2 separate regions of the Gossypium hirsutum genome follow, and region 2 is linked to region 1. Evidence: chromatin contacts called from public Hi-C data. All regions are on one chromosome and are shown on one strand. The core of a region is the stretch at or near the end of the contact, and the rest is flanking DNA. Distances in the headings are between cores, read along the strand shown. Region 1 holds the start of LOC107961975 (polyadenylation and cleavage factor homolog 4). Region 2 holds the start of LOC107961978 (beta-glucosidase 46).

The links. Hi-C and Micro-C count contacts between places; a contact is called where the count stands out from the background.
Region 2: a Hi-C map of leaf shows a contact between it and region 1, with 1.9 times the contacts expected there. The contact joins the promoter of LOC107961978 here to the promoter of LOC107961975 in region 1. A contact is called at or near these places in 2 of 34 Hi-C or Micro-C datasets (both in leaf).

The regions. Positions count from the first base shown.
Region 1 is chrA06:116,082,497-116,090,382 of Gossypium_hirsutum_v2.1, forward strand. LOC107961975 (polyadenylation and cleavage factor homolog 4) reads right to left here and starts at 3,429. Exons shown (of 7, transcript XM_016898169.2): 1 at 2,806-3,429; 2 at 2,622-2,723; 3 at 2,273-2,530; 4 at 675-1,493; 5 at 1-271. The coding sequence starts at 3,090.
Region 2 is chrA06:116,436,774-116,444,659 of Gossypium_hirsutum_v2.1, forward strand. LOC107961978 (beta-glucosidase 46) reads left to right here and starts at 2,742. Exons shown (of 12, transcript XM_016898174.2): 1 at 2,742-3,040; 2 at 3,124-3,190; 3 at 3,279-3,337; 4 at 6,519-6,594; 5 at 6,693-6,767; 6 at 6,855-6,942; 7 at 7,035-7,287; 8 at 7,383-7,498; 9 at 7,592-7,847. The coding sequence starts at 6,534.

The sequences.
Region 1 (7,886 bases), core at 2,179-4,678:
CAGTAACAGTGTCAAGGCTAGAAGAACCAGATCTTGGAACAAGAGCTGGAGGCCTAACAAATTGTGAACCACCCTCAGGCAATTTCTCAATAAGGGGGACATTTTTGTCACCACCTAACGAGGATATACCACTAGCTGAAAAGGGTGTCCGGAAATCCCTTCCTCTTCCTTTGGCATGAAGCTGGTGTGATGACTGGGAAAAAGGATATGAGTTACTCCAAGCATCCTGAGGATAACGCGGACGTTGAATCTGATTTAATCCATGACCAGACTGCAGAAAACATAATGAAATGGAAAAGTCAACCAACTATACAAGTTTTAAATACATAAGATAGACGCCGCTTAATAAAGAAAACAGTGTCCTGAAATCCAGAATGGACTGGACAACAGAGAAATAAAAAGCATAGAAATTTGAACAGGCTGCAGCAGTACACAAAACCTCATGATTTATAAGATTTTATTGTTGAATCAACTACAAAAAATTAAGCTAGGGGTTGGGTATAGCAAATATCAACAGTGATGGAAACTAGAAACATCCACCAGTCTACATAAGTAGAAAAAAGGGGGGGGCAAGGAAGCAAACTTCTCCTAGTACAAATATAACTTGAGTTGAACTAATACTAAAGAGGATGCTTGAACAACAAAGGGATCAGATAAAAGTTGAACTAGCATACACTCAGTGAAGGGACTGTATCTTCAGGAATTGTTGAAGATTCATCAAGTGCCAGCTGAGTTTGATTAGAGCGACTGCTCCTATTAGATTCTAATCCAGCAGGCCTTGCTCCAATGCTTCCAAAAGTGGAAACAGATGACACTGAAAATTCATTGCTCCTCCGGTCTGCTAATGTCGGGCTCATATCTTCCCAATCAAACTCTTCCTCTTCAGTATTCTGCCATGATCTTGGAGTCACCTTATTGCCCATACCATTTACATCCAGCCGCTCAACTTGTACAGGCTTGCTGTTAGACATTCCTTGTCCTCTATCATTACCATATGCATCTATTAAAGCTCTGAGTGTTTGGCGCTCATTTCCATTACTAAGCTTGTATGCATTTAAAGAACTTTCAGAACAATTACGGTAATCGCCATAAAAGTGCTTCCTTGGCCACTCCCTTGTTTCTTCATCTCTGATGGTTCCTCTTCCACGTCCAAAATCAAAGACAGGAGGACGAGATGGAGAGGCTACCTCTGCAAACCTTCTAGGAGAATCATCTGATGGAAGATCATCAACTTCTGATGATAAAAGTCTATCAGATCCAATCCTTGATGGTGAGAAGAGTCTTGAAACTCTGGAAGCTGAAGAAAGTTGTGATTTATTAGCCCCAATTGCAAGAGAAGTACGGCCAACATTTCCAGTTGAGCTCAATCTTTGCACACCAACATGTGAGGATGGAACCTCAGTGTGATCAGAATCAAATTCATCATATGCAATGGTATGTTTTTTACCATACAATTTTTGACCAGCAGACATGCCTCTTACATGCTGCGTATTCTGCAATGATTGAAAACATTTCACAATTCAGATGCCATTCTGAACAAAGCAGGCATGAATACATGCATGCAATCATACATGACAAATAGATGTTTTAAAAAGATTTCTCAACATGTTTATCAGTCAGGGAAGCTAAAAATCCTAATCACTAGCAAAAAAGCATGCAGTTCATGTCAAACATTCTAAAGAAAATTTAACAAGAAAAAAAAGCACAAGGCTCAACACAAAGTTGGAAAGGAAAAGGAAGGGGAACAGAAAAGAAAAGTCTTTTAGTCACCAAAAACATTCAAGTACAGCGTAAACAACATAAACCTTCCCCACTGTATTCCAAAAAAATCAGAATAATAAGTTAATAACCTGGTTGTACCAGTAGAGTTTGGTTTTCTATTTGCAAATTTCTTAAAGTAATTTCACTTGATACAAGCCCGTGTTAAGCTCTGATCTCATAATGATGCTCCAAGTAATTTCAGCAAATAACTTAACCGAAAGAAATCCTAATATATCAATTGTCATTAACATTCTGGCAACTCTACCCCTCAATCCAGCCTATCCCTGGTGATCAAAATCCAATTCAGCTTGCAACTGTCCTTCAGTACCAAAAGCAATTCTGTCCAGAAGGATCTATAACTGCTAGCAACATCTGATTCAAACAAATTCTCAAAAGAACATGATTTGCGATGATATCCTAAATAGTGAATGTGCATAAGACTACAGAACAGAGCATTTATTCCAATGAAATAGAGGATGTGAAGAACAGAGTTTTCCATTAGAAAGCTTACACTATCTGCACCTGACTGTTGTTCCAACTGCCGCAAGTACTTAGGATTAACATGTATGCCATGTGTTGGACGAGGTGATTCAGAAGACTGCAAGGAAGTTACTCCAGAAGATTGTTGGTTCCCCGTTTGAGAAAATTGCAATTGCATCTCGATTTTACCTAGCACAGAAGGCGAAAAAACTGTTGACCATGTGCCAAATAGATGTCGCATTGCAGGATGCAAGTTAGGATTAACTTGCCTGTATGCCTCACAAAATACCTAAGAATGAAAAATAAAATAAAATAAGATAACCTATATCAAGCTAATAGCAAAGAAAAGAACTTCATCAAAAAGATTGGCAATGACTCACCTCTGGCAAACGGGAAGAGAAATATCTAACATATTCTCGGCCAATATTTTTTACAATGCTATCTAATAGATATAACGAAGGAAGTTTTTGCTCTACTGGAACCTGAAAGCAATAAATTTGAAATTAAAATTTTAAATGTTCAAATTACTTGGCAGGTACAACGGAAAACCTAATTTTAACTAACCTCAATAATTCGTGCGCAAATAGCATCGGCAATGCCTTCGCCGTGCTCTCGCTGTTCACCGGCAATGATCGTGAGATCAGTAATTATGGGCTTCGAATTGAAAGTTAGTTCCGATAACACAACCTCGTAAAGCTGAACAATCTCCTCCGTAGTCGGCGTTGCCCCATCATCATCAGCAATACCGCCGGAAACCCTGAGCTCATCTTCCCGTTGCTTCAATAAAGCCTTGAACCGTTCCGATATCGACGGTAGTTGCTTTTGGGCTAGTTCATTGGATATGGCCATGCTGCTATTGCTACTGTTGCTATTGGTTTAGGAAAAAGATGAAAATTTTCTAGGGTTTTCTCAGGAAAGTAGGATTTTCTCTGATTCCATACATGTATCAGAGAAAAAGTAGCCGAAACGGTAAAGGTATTAGGGCTTGCGGCCCATCGTGAATCGATGCTGATTAAATTAGGGTTTTTGTTGCCAGCATCGAACAATAAACAGATGCTGTTTTAGTGTGTTACAAACACGAGAGTCTGGTACTCTTCGTTTTCCCTTTTTTTCTTTATTTTTTTTTCGCTGAGACGAGGGAAGATAATAATTATTAAAAAAAAAAAAAGGACTTCCTAGATTTGGTTTAATCCACGGTTGAAATAAAATGAAGTTTTTTATGGTAAATATGGGGCCCACAAGATTTCCATTGACGTGGAGGCTTTTAAGAAGCTTAGATACTCTGATTATCCGTGAGCAGGGATACAGAGAATAATGCTAAATCTAAAGGTCAAGTAAATCCGACGGTTATCATCGCTTGAAAACTTTTCTTTTTAAAGTTTTTTACAGTTACAAATGGAATACAATAATAAGCTGGAGTGAGTAATTATAACCTAGAATCAAACCATTATAAAATGTAATAAGTGAAGAATTAAAAATACTAAAAGGAATTCGGACAAACATAAAATTGAAGACTTACACATTATAATTACATATAATGAAATTAAAATCTAAATGTTTAAAGACTTAAAGTATCTACCTTAATCAATACCAAGACATCGTTACGTTATTACTTAAAAACATATCAATCTTATACTCAATACAATAATATAAAAGCATACATTGTTGAAGGTTTTTTTTAATAAGTAACATGGGTAAAGATTATCCAACTCCAAGAATAAAAATCGGAATTATTGTCAATTCAAGAATCAGCACAAGTTGTATACGACTCACCTACTATTCAATTCACATTTTATTTAATTTTTTTATTATTTGCTTTGTTCTTTATATTTCAGTTTTTTTTTAAAAAAGTTAAATTATAAATCAAATGAATAGAAAAGAATAGAAATGATAAAGTTAAAAAAATTTTAGAAATAAATATGTTTTTTCACTAAATATAAATATAATTTGAAAATTACTTTAAGTTTTGTGAATTATTATTTATTGAAAAGTTTGAAAATAGAATTAAATTAATTAATCATTATGAATCTGTTGAATATAGAAATTAAATATATTTTCTCATAAATTCTTTTACAATAAAGTAATCATGACTTCAACGGTATTAGGTTTGGGCTGATAAAATTATTTAATTGAAATTTTAATTTATCTGGTTAAATTAATTTATTAATAATATTTATTTTAAGAAATAAAAAACATGTATTGGATTGGACTAAACTCAATATACTAAAACTTTAATTAATCTAAAGAAGTAGTTTTAAACTAATTTTTTTTGTTGATTAAGAAATATAAAACTCCTAATTAATTTAAAATCTTCAAATATCCAAAATTCAGAATAAATAAACAATAAAATAATAAAACATAGTAAATATAATTGAGCTCATATATAATAAAATTTAAGCCTAAAAATTGAATCCAATATGATTTAAACTCAAATTAAAAGCCTAAAATTCGTAATTTTCGTAATAATCCCGTCCAAAAATTCTGCTCATACATTCACTAAAACGGTCATAACTTGAGCTCCTAAACTCGAAATTGAGTGATTCAAAGTACATTGTGAAGCTACGAGATAGATCTTCAAATGCTATGAAGATATCTCAACCTAGAAATTCCTGAATTTCATCCAAAAAGTTGTCGCAAGTAGGCTAATTTTCCAAACTTAGAAAATTGACAGCTTCAGTGAATTGAATTTAATAAATTTCACCCCATGTGTGCATGTACCATTCCCCATTTTCTCGAAAAATTTCGTCCTAGAATCTTGTCTTTGGTTGAATAAGAAAGAATCTTTATTATAGATGGAATAGGTTAATTGAGCTCCTGTTAAAGGATCAACAAATTCCTTAAATAAAGAAATAAGTCCACTAGACAAATTCAAGTTAAAGTTAGTGAAAATATAATCACTCCTCTTTGTTGTATAGGTTCTTTCTTCCTTCTCTTTTTCAATGTGAATTGAAGTATTTAATTTTACCTCAAATTTTTACTCACCAAAGTTGGACCATCAAATTGACTTTTATCATTCAAGGTCTTTTTTCTCTGTCCTTTTGCATGAATCATCCTTATTTTCCTTTAACCTCTCACAAAAATTTTGAACATTGAATACATTAAAATAAAACTTTTTAGAAGGATAATAAAGGTCTAACTCATCCAAATTCATGGGCTCTAGAAAACAATTCCCACTAGCAACTTTTTCTGGTTCACAAAGTGCACCATCACTATCATCATGGTTTTCACTATTACTATCAACGTCTTTGACACCAATTTTGAAAAAAGATTCAATGCTAGATTTAAACTTAACAATAAGCACAAAATCACACTTATTGTCTTTACAAATGATGTCACTCGAAGTTTCTAACTCATTCATTATTGGAAAATCGGGTTTGGAAAACGCAACAGAAAACAAATTTAGGGAAAAAACGGAGTTTAAAAAAATCCAAAACAAGAACTTGGTTGTGATATCTACAGTAATAAACACTTAATCAAAATTGTACTTTTTTTACTCGTCTAGGATAAATGCTTTGACCAAGTAATCTTCTCCGCTATCCTCAAGCTCATGTCTACCAAGTGTGGGCTCGCTTCGAATTAGAAAAGTTTTCACAAAAATTACCAATGAGGTAATTTAATAATTTATCTAAAATTTTGGGAAAATTTGTAAATAAGAAAAATATGTCTAGAAATTTTTGAAATAATTTCTTCAAAGAATTTTATTTCTACAACTTTCTCTTGAATTCAAACGTGTAAATAATGACCGAAAGCTCTCTTTATATAGGGAGAGTTTAGAGAGTTCAACTATAATTAAACTTAATCATTTTAATATTAAATTAATATAATATTTATTAAGATAAATATTAGATTAAATTTAATATTAAATCTTATTAAAATTAATGTCCCAAAAATCAAGGGTTAATAGAATCGGGTTTGTCAATCGAGAGAGACTGGTCATGCCTTAATTTTTGAAATTTATCTATGCATTTTTAGGGAATAAATAAGGTATTGGCTTATTGGTTAAGTGTTAGTGAAATGTTCCTTGAAACCTAAGTTCAAATCTCTTCTCTCTCACCATTTTTATTATTTTGCAAATTTTGCCTTAAACTCTAGTATGCGACATGCATTGTTCTTTCAAAATAAATATTTTCAAATTATATCAAAAATGAGTTATTGATTTGATGGTTAAACATTAGTGAATTTATCCTTGAGGTCCTAACTTCAATTCCCTTCTCATGCGAATAATTTAATTTTTTGACAAAAACCTCTTATTTTAATGTGTGAGCCATCCAAACCTAGTTAACCTTGGTATAAATATTAATTTTTTACTAATAATCAGCCTTTAATCCTCCTCCTCGTTGCCCTAGCCGTTCATCTCCTCCTCCCATTCTCCTCCTCCCATTCTCTTTGATTTTAATTATTTTTCCTTTCCTCCATTGTTGTTGTCACCTACACCTAGTTTTACCATCTCTTTCTTTTTCTTTTTCTTTTTCTTTTTGCCACAAGATTTGTTAACATCTTTTCCACCATATTGCTGTCATTTTTCCTCATTAAAATCAACCCCAAGTACTCCAAGATCGATCCCAAACATTGCCAAGAAAGTGTCATTGTCGTTTCTCTCGACTAGCTTGGGCAAGGTCTCTTCTCTCTTCAATTTCTTAATTAATCTTGTCCATTAAAAACATAAATTTCCAGATCTGGAATTTGGTCGATTTGAAATTATTTCAAAGGTATATTTCCATATTTTAATGAAATCTCAAACCGTTTTAAAATTTAGCCCCAATTTTGGCTACTGTGGGTGGTGGTGCGTGCACCTATGGGCAAGAAAATAGGCTGTTTTGTTTCTTGGTTCTTGCCTATATTTGTCCAGCATTAATTTGAGTTCTTTAACCCTCCTAATCAGATTTTAAACCCATTTCAATTAATGAAAAAATGTTCTTGATCGATTGGCCAATAAGGATCCCACAAATCGTGAAGCGTAAATGCAATTAAGGGTAACTAGTTTGTTATTTCGACATAGTTGTTGGGTAAATGCTATGAATTGATTAAATGAAGGAATTTAATTATTAATTAGCTACTATTTTTTCAATATATTATTGAATTAGGTGCTGACCCAAACACTCCAAATCATCCGTAAAGGCGAAGAACGATTATACGTACGGTTTGCATCGGTACAATGTAAGGAATCTAACTAGTTTGGATTGAAAAATAGTTATAATTTCAATGATTGGTTTGAATTCGTAAGTGGGTGTTTGGGGGCTGGTTTAATGGTAAATTGATTGAATTTATACTGAATTTTGGTTTAAGTTCGGTTAAGGAATCATTAAGAAAAATTAGAAGATTCGCTAGTGTGCTGCGATGAAGCGAAAAATAAGGTGTGGGTCATACACTCATAAAATTGTTTGAAAATATTAAATATCATGTTATATTTGATAAATTAGTTTGCTGATTGGATTCGATTAATAGCCAAATTATTAATTTTGTGAGTGGCCGAACTAGGTATATTGCGAGCTTTAAAAGATTGACATGTTGGCAAAAAACCTAGTTTGATAGTATGGATGTTTGATTGAGTTTATAATTACATATTTGAGTTATGAGATATTAGAATGTTTGACTGAACTATATAATCTGTTGAGATATTAAGCTTATGTATGATTTAAACGCAT
Region 2 (7,886 bases), core at 1,492-3,991, 350 kb after region 1:
ATGTCACATCCTAACTTAAAGGATGTGGCATATTCTTATCACGAGACGAGTGGGCGTTTGATGTTCGTTTCATTTCAATTCAAGCATTTTTAACATTAATAAAAAGGAAAGGATCGTATTTTAAATTTTTTTGGGTTTTCAACTTTCGACGTTAAAACATTAACTAATCACTTAGGTACCAATTTTGGGCGTTACGAGGGTACTAATCCTTCCTCGTGCGTAATCGACTCCCAAACCCGTTTTCTCGAATTTCGTAGACCAAAATTATTGTTTTAGTAAATCAAGATGTTTTATTAAAACGATCAATCATAAGGTGACCCGATCACACCTCATAAAAAAAAGATTGGTGGCGACTCCCATTTTCATTTTCAAAATAAAAAGTTGACCTTTTTTTTAAAAAAAAAGAATAATTTCGAGAATTCTTTTTTTTAAAGAAGAAAATACAAATCTCTTTATTCAATTGTATTTTCACTTCTAAATCTATATTTAAGAATTTAAACTAAAATAAAACACTAATTATTTATTATATGATTTATATGTGATATATAATAATATAAGACATGAAGTGATGTTGACAATAAAATTCACAATACTCTTTTTATAAATTTTATTTAATTAGTATAACCAATAAACAAAATATACAGACAATTACACTCACCTTAATTTTGTTTCTATTTTATTCACAATAAAACATTTTATTATAAACTCGTAATATACAAACTAGTAATAAATATATAATATACTTTAAATAAAAATAAAAAATAATATTTTATTTTATATTTTAAATATATTTAAGTTTTTGTACTCTTTGTACATTTAAAATCTAATTCTCTACTTTTATATTAATGAATTTAATCTCTCTATTTTTTAAATTTAAAAAAAAATTCAAGTGTGAACACCATTAAAATTTTTCTATTAAATTTAAATTTATTATAATGTTATTTTTCTGTAACATATTCACTAAATGAGTCTTTTTTAATTTCAAACATTAATAAATTTAACAGATAAATTTCAATTATAATAACAAATAGACTTAAAATTTAAATTTTGAAATTTCTAAAATACAAGTCAAAGCGAACATTTAAAGAAAAAAGGGCACTTAAAATATATTTTAACTTATGTTGAAGCCCCCAAGAAAAAATCTGCTGTTACATGGTAACAAATATATGAGGGATGAATCTATTGTGGTTAATGGGATCCTGAATTTACTGTTGGGTTCAGACCTTGACGAAAACGCCAAATTTGTCAGCGAATATGTCCAAAACCGCCCTATAAATTTTTCTCCAGTATTGTTGGGGTAATCCTATATTGTTTTAGCAAGAAATTAGTAAAGTATGGTTGAGTTACGTAGGAGTGCGATTCTCTTTTGTCTTTTTTATTTTAAAATAATAATAAAATAGTTATTACACATAAAATTAAATAGTAAATTACTTTTTCGACTTAAAATTTTTATCTATTTTTATTATTATTTAACATTTTACGTATATCTCATGTTAATGTATAAAAATTAATTTTAAACTATAAAAATTAATTAAATTTTTAATATCATGTCTAATTTGCTCTTTAATTTAACATACAAAAATTAATTTACTTATTTTTTGAAAACGGAGAAAAATACAATTCGATTCTTAATATAGAGGCCTCTATAGTACATTCTCAAGAAATCATATATTATTAAGCCTCGAAGTAGGCATATTTTCCCAATTATGTATTTAAATTTTTTTTGTCCTAGATTAATACATAAACTATTATTCCGTTATCTTCTTCAACTTTTTTTCTAAACGGTGTTAAAAAAATCAGTTGTCACTGACACCTTTCAACCAATAAGAATGTGCCATATGGTACTTTGGTTTGTTTATTAATATTATATATAATATTGATTAGAAATTAAATAAAATCATAAATAATATATAAATAATTTAAAAAAATTGAAAGGTAAAAAAATTCTAGAATATATAAATACAAATATATAATATTATATAAAAATTTAAAATATATCATAAATTGTTTAAAGAATGACTTTAGAGTTTTTTAAAATTTTCAAAATATATCTATTATTTTTTGCATTTTTAGAATTTAGAATTTTTTAATTTTTAAATAATATTTTGATGTGTCATGTTCTAGTAGCGCCACGTGGACCAGGGGCGTAGCTAGGGGTATATAGGCTATTAAAATGGTGAAATTATATTTTTCACTATCATAAAAATTATAATTTAATTTTGGTCCTCCCTAAATTATTTTTCTGACTTTGCCCTTGACATGGACAATCAAGGTCGGCAACATCTTGTCAATGGTGGGTAAATGCTTTTATTTTAAATAAATATAAGTACTACATGGCACATTCTAATTGGTTGAAAGGTGCCACGCGACTCATTCTAATTGATGTCATGTGGTAATTTTTTTTTAACATTGTTAAGAAAATGACTGAACTGGGTAACAGAATGACAATTTAAGTACCAATTTGAAATAAAAAAGTTTAAATACCAAAACGAAAAAACTACATAATTCGAAGGCCAAATTTAAAAAAAAAACCTTTTGAATAATATTTTTATGATTTGTGGGTCTTGAAACTTTGTTTGGCTACACTGTTCATACAACCAAATTAAATCATCAAGAAGATAGATTCAATGTTGATGAATTCAGAGTTCGGAATTTTAAAACCTTTCTTTAATTTAAAATAGTTGATTAATCAATGAAAGATCAAACATTATAATACTTTTACAATTCAACCCTCCAGTTGGTATACGGTACAAACTCCATTATTTATTTGTCATGGTCAAGGACGGCATGCAACCAACATTTTCATCTTCTCTTCTCCATATCCTGCATCTCTTGTGTTTGGTCATAGCAGCAGATTTGGTATATTGGATTCTCCACGCTTTGCATTCTTTTCTTTGCCTTCCAGATGTTCGTGTTATTGCCACTTCCGGTTTCACCGGAGCTGTTAACGCTGAAACAAAGCTTGGGTAATGGTAATAATAACAATCCATCTTCATTTCCTCCGAACTTTCTCTTTGGAACGGCCTCCTCTGCTTACGAGGTTTGCTTCACCACCATTCTTTCAATTTTTTTATCCTATTGAAAACAAGCAGATGTAATGAATGGTCTGTTCATTTTGGGCAGTATGAAGGTGGTTACTTGAGTGATGGGAAAGGTTTGAACAATTGGGATGTTTAAACCCACAGACCAGGTCATAATTCAACATCGAATTCCTTCAAACTTGCTTTTTGTTTAAAATGATATCCCCATATTCAACAACAACAAATAATTTATTGCAGGAAAGGTCATCGACGGAAGCAATGGAGACGTAGCAGTGGATCATTATCATCGCTATTTGGTAAGCTTACTTCACATCCATGTAGCCTTCTGCACCGCGTTTCGTTCTTTTCCAATTAGCTGAGGTTCACCCCTCAATTCTTTTAAAAGGGTAAATTTCTCCATAGGTCACCCAACTATGGGTCTGTTTTTTTTTTTTCTGTCACTTAACTAAACTAGATTTGTTATCCATTTCCATTTAGTGCCGTTAAGTGTTTAACTCGAAGGTAATATAGTGGTTCAAAAATCGATAAAATCACTAATTTTATGTATTATTATTATTATATATTTTTTAACTATCATATCACCCTTTCGTCAAACATTTAAAGGTAGAGGTGTAATTTCAATCAATTCAAATGGTTTGATTTTTTTATACCAAAAATCAAATAAATTGAATTATCCATGTAAGTCGAATAAATCGAACCAACCTAATGAGTAAAATCGAATAAACCGAATTGAAAATTTTCAATTTTGTTTTTTTCTTAATTGTAAAAAAAAATCTAATTGAGGTAGTTATAATTTTTTTCCTTTAATTTTTTTCAAATAATTTTCTTCTTTCTTCAAATTATTATATTGTATTACTTTTAATTTTATTTTTATTTAAAATTCATTACAAAATATTAAAAATTAAATCAAATAAATTTTAATGAACTCAAAAAATATTTATTTTCTTGCATGGCCAACATACAATTCCCAAGTCTTCTATCGTTCTTAATATTAATTTGCGTTTTTTTAATATATTAAATGATAAAAAATAAAAGGAATACAATAAAAAATTAAACTATCAATTTGGATTTTAAATATTAAAGCGTATTGGGTTTTAAATCTTAATGGGTTCTGACTTTTAAAAGTGTTAAGTTTTAATGGGTATTTGGGTTTAGGTATATAAATAAATTATAAGCTTATAGTTTTATGTACTATGGCCTTAAATGTTTTATTCGGTTTAAAATATTAAAATTGAAAATCAATTAAATTAACCAATTAAATCGAACATAAAAATCGATTAAACCAGAAAAATCAAATAAATTGGAAAAAAGGTTTTTTTCAATTTGATTAAAGAAAATGATAAAAAAAAAGAAGAGATAATCTTAATTAATTAAGCGACGATTTTAAAAATTTTATAATTAGATAAAAAAAAACCAATTCATAATTGGATAATCAGTAATGTAATTTACCTTTTTAAAATTATAGGCTTTATTCCCCATTTAACCTCTAAATTATACTTGTTTTCTTACCGTAGTATTGAAACCATCGTTGTCACATTTTACCTCCAAAAAGCTCCAAAGTAGATGATATCATGTGTTACCTTACATGTATTTATTAGTCGACACTGAATATTTGTATATAAATTAGGATAAAATGATAATTTAAATAGGTTTTTTTTTTGGCACTAAGAAAATGGGAGTTAAATATGAATTAAAGCATTCTTTTTAAATATCATAAAATTACATTTAGTACTTAACATTTGTTATCTTCACATCACCATTAAAAATAATGTAAAATTATATTTCTCCAAAAAAATAAAATAATTTAGTCTAAGTAATATTTTTGTAATTTAATGCAACCAATTTTATAACACTTTTAATTATATATCATTGTTACTTTTTTTTAATTAATCAAATGGACATATTTGTGGTAGTTTTTTTGTTAGTAATATTTTTCATCCTATGTTCATAACAAAAAGATATATTAAAAAAATTAAAATTATTAATATATAGAGTACAAATTAGATTTTTTTATAAATTAATATAATTTTATGTTTTCTTTTATAATATTAAATAATTTTATACATATTTTTATTATTTTAATGACATTTTGATTTCTTAGATTATAATTCTTTTAGATATTTAATCACAAAAATAATTTATAATATTTGTAAATAGAAACAAATTATTTTGATATTTTTTATATTATTGAAAATTAAATATTATGTATTATGTAATCAGTAACGTTTAATTATAATGCTTTTCTAATGTCCACAATATAGCTATAACATATTTAGATAGCAAAAAGTTCTATTGTTTACTGTCTTAGCTCATTTAACAATTATACATTTCTCTGTCGATTGAATCTTAACTCAATTGGTATGTATATTTAGAGCTGTAAATGAATCGAGCTTGAACGAACAAACTTATGTTCATGTTCGTTTATTTATTTTTAAGCTTGTTCGTATTCAGTTTGTGTTCGTTAAGAATTTCAATTTTTTTTCATGTTCGTTTATTTAAAATTATGTACATTCATGTCCATTTGTTTAATGTTCACGAACATGCTTATTTAACTTAATTGAACATGTTCACAAACATATAATTGAACATTTTCACTAATAATGTTAATAAATAATAAACAAACAAACAATAAATACATAAATACATACACACACATATATTATTTAGATATAAAATAGTCAAATATAAATATTAATAATTATATTATAAATGAAAACAAATAAAAACCAAGATAAATTTATTAATATATACTAACAGAACAATAAATGAGTTTTAAGATAATTTTATTAATATATAATAATTAAATTTTTATAAGAAAATATCATTAATAAATAAACGAGTCAATAAATGAGTTTATAAGCGAGCCAATAAACGAGCTTGTTCGTGAACATAAACAACCGAACACACCTTTGTTCGTGTTCGTTCATTTATTAAATGAACATAAAAATTTTGTTCATACCCGTTTATTTAGTTTAATAAATGAACATAAACAAACGTTTTACAAATAGTTCATCGAACGTTTTGTTCATTTACACCTCTATGGGCATTGTTGTCAATGTAGAAGGATATAGGTTCAAGTGTGCTGGAGTGCATTATCCTCTTATTCATGAGTTAGGGAGGGGCTACAGAAAAAGTTAAAACCTATATGAAAGTATCTATATGATACTTGTATTATAGAAATTGATTCAAATTGATCCTACTACTACTAAAGAATACTAAAAGTTTAATAAAGTTAACATTTATTATTGAAAATTGACAATAAAATATTTAAATTGCATAACCATAAAAACTTTTAAAATATTAATTCTATTAAACACTATAATTCAAAAAAAAAACACACTAAATTGATTCATTTAAGGATAACATAGAATTTGATGATGATGATGATAAATTACAAACCAATTAGGGAAAAAATAAGTAATTGAAATTTTTACTTTTTTTTTTTGGAACTAATTAAGAGATTTTAATTTGATATAGGAAGACATTGATCTAATGGTATCACTGGGGGTCAACAGCTATCGATTCTCTATTTCTTGGGCAAGAATTTTACCAAGTAAGCCTTTGAATGACAGGATATTTGATGTTTAAACCAAGAGTTATCAATATTGGAATATCTATTCTTCACTAATATGTTCGCCAATTTCCTGACAGAGGGGAGATTTGGAAATGTCAATGTAGCAGGCATCGATTTCTACAACAATCTAATTGATGCTCTCCTACTCAAAGGTTTGTTTTTCTATATTTTGGCATTTCTTGAATGACTTCTCTTCAAAACATTGCATAAATAATTGCAGATTTGGCCTTTTTCTACAGGGATTAAACCATTTGTAACTTTGACACACATTGATCTTCCCCAAGAAATTGAGGACAGATATGGAAGTTGGCTGAGTCCTGAATCACAGTACAATTATCCTGTTTCTTGTTTTCAAATGAAATGGTAGTTTATGCACACCATTGGCGAGCTCACTAATGGCATTGATCTTTCATTTCCAGACTGGATTTTGCATACTTTGCAGACATTTGCTTCAAGTCTTTTGGGGATAGGGTGAAGTATTGGGTCACTTTCAATGAACCCAATTTCCAAGTCAAGTTTGGGTATCGAGAAGGGAATTTTCCACCATCACGATGCTCCTTTCCATTTGGAAATTGTACCAATGGAGATTCAGAGAAGGAGCCTTTCATAGCAGCTCAAAACATTATTTTATCACATGCAGCCGCTGTTCATATTTACAGATCAAAATACCAGGTATCAGTGACATTATAAAATCTAAATGCCATTGGCTTAATGTAGATTTAGAAGGTTTAAGGACATATTTCTTACTTAGAGCGATGAATGTTTAGGCAAAGCAAGGAGGCAGCATTGGAATCATTATCAATGCAGCATGGTTTGAACCCATCAGCAGCTCCATGGCTGGCAAGCTAGCAGAAGAAAGAGCTCAATGCTTCACTACTAATTGGTATATTTCTTCTTATAAACCCTTCTCTACTTCAACTTTTCTATATGTTTCCAATTGATATCTTAAAGATTCTGGTGTAACTGTAACTTTAAGGTTTCTAGACCCGATTGTTTTCGGAAGATATCCTCCTGAAATGCAAAGCATATTAGGATCTATTTTGCCTGAATTTTCGCAAACGGAGAAGGAAATGTTGAAGAAAGGGTTGGATTTCATTGGAATCAACCATTATTCAAGTTATTATGTCCAGGATTGTATGTTCACTGCGTGTGAACCAGGAACAGGAACCTCAAAGACTGAAGGGTTATGGGCACAAAGTTACCAAAAGAACGGCATCCCTATTGGAGAACCTGTATGTATCCATATCCTTTTGCCTGTTGAAATGTCATAA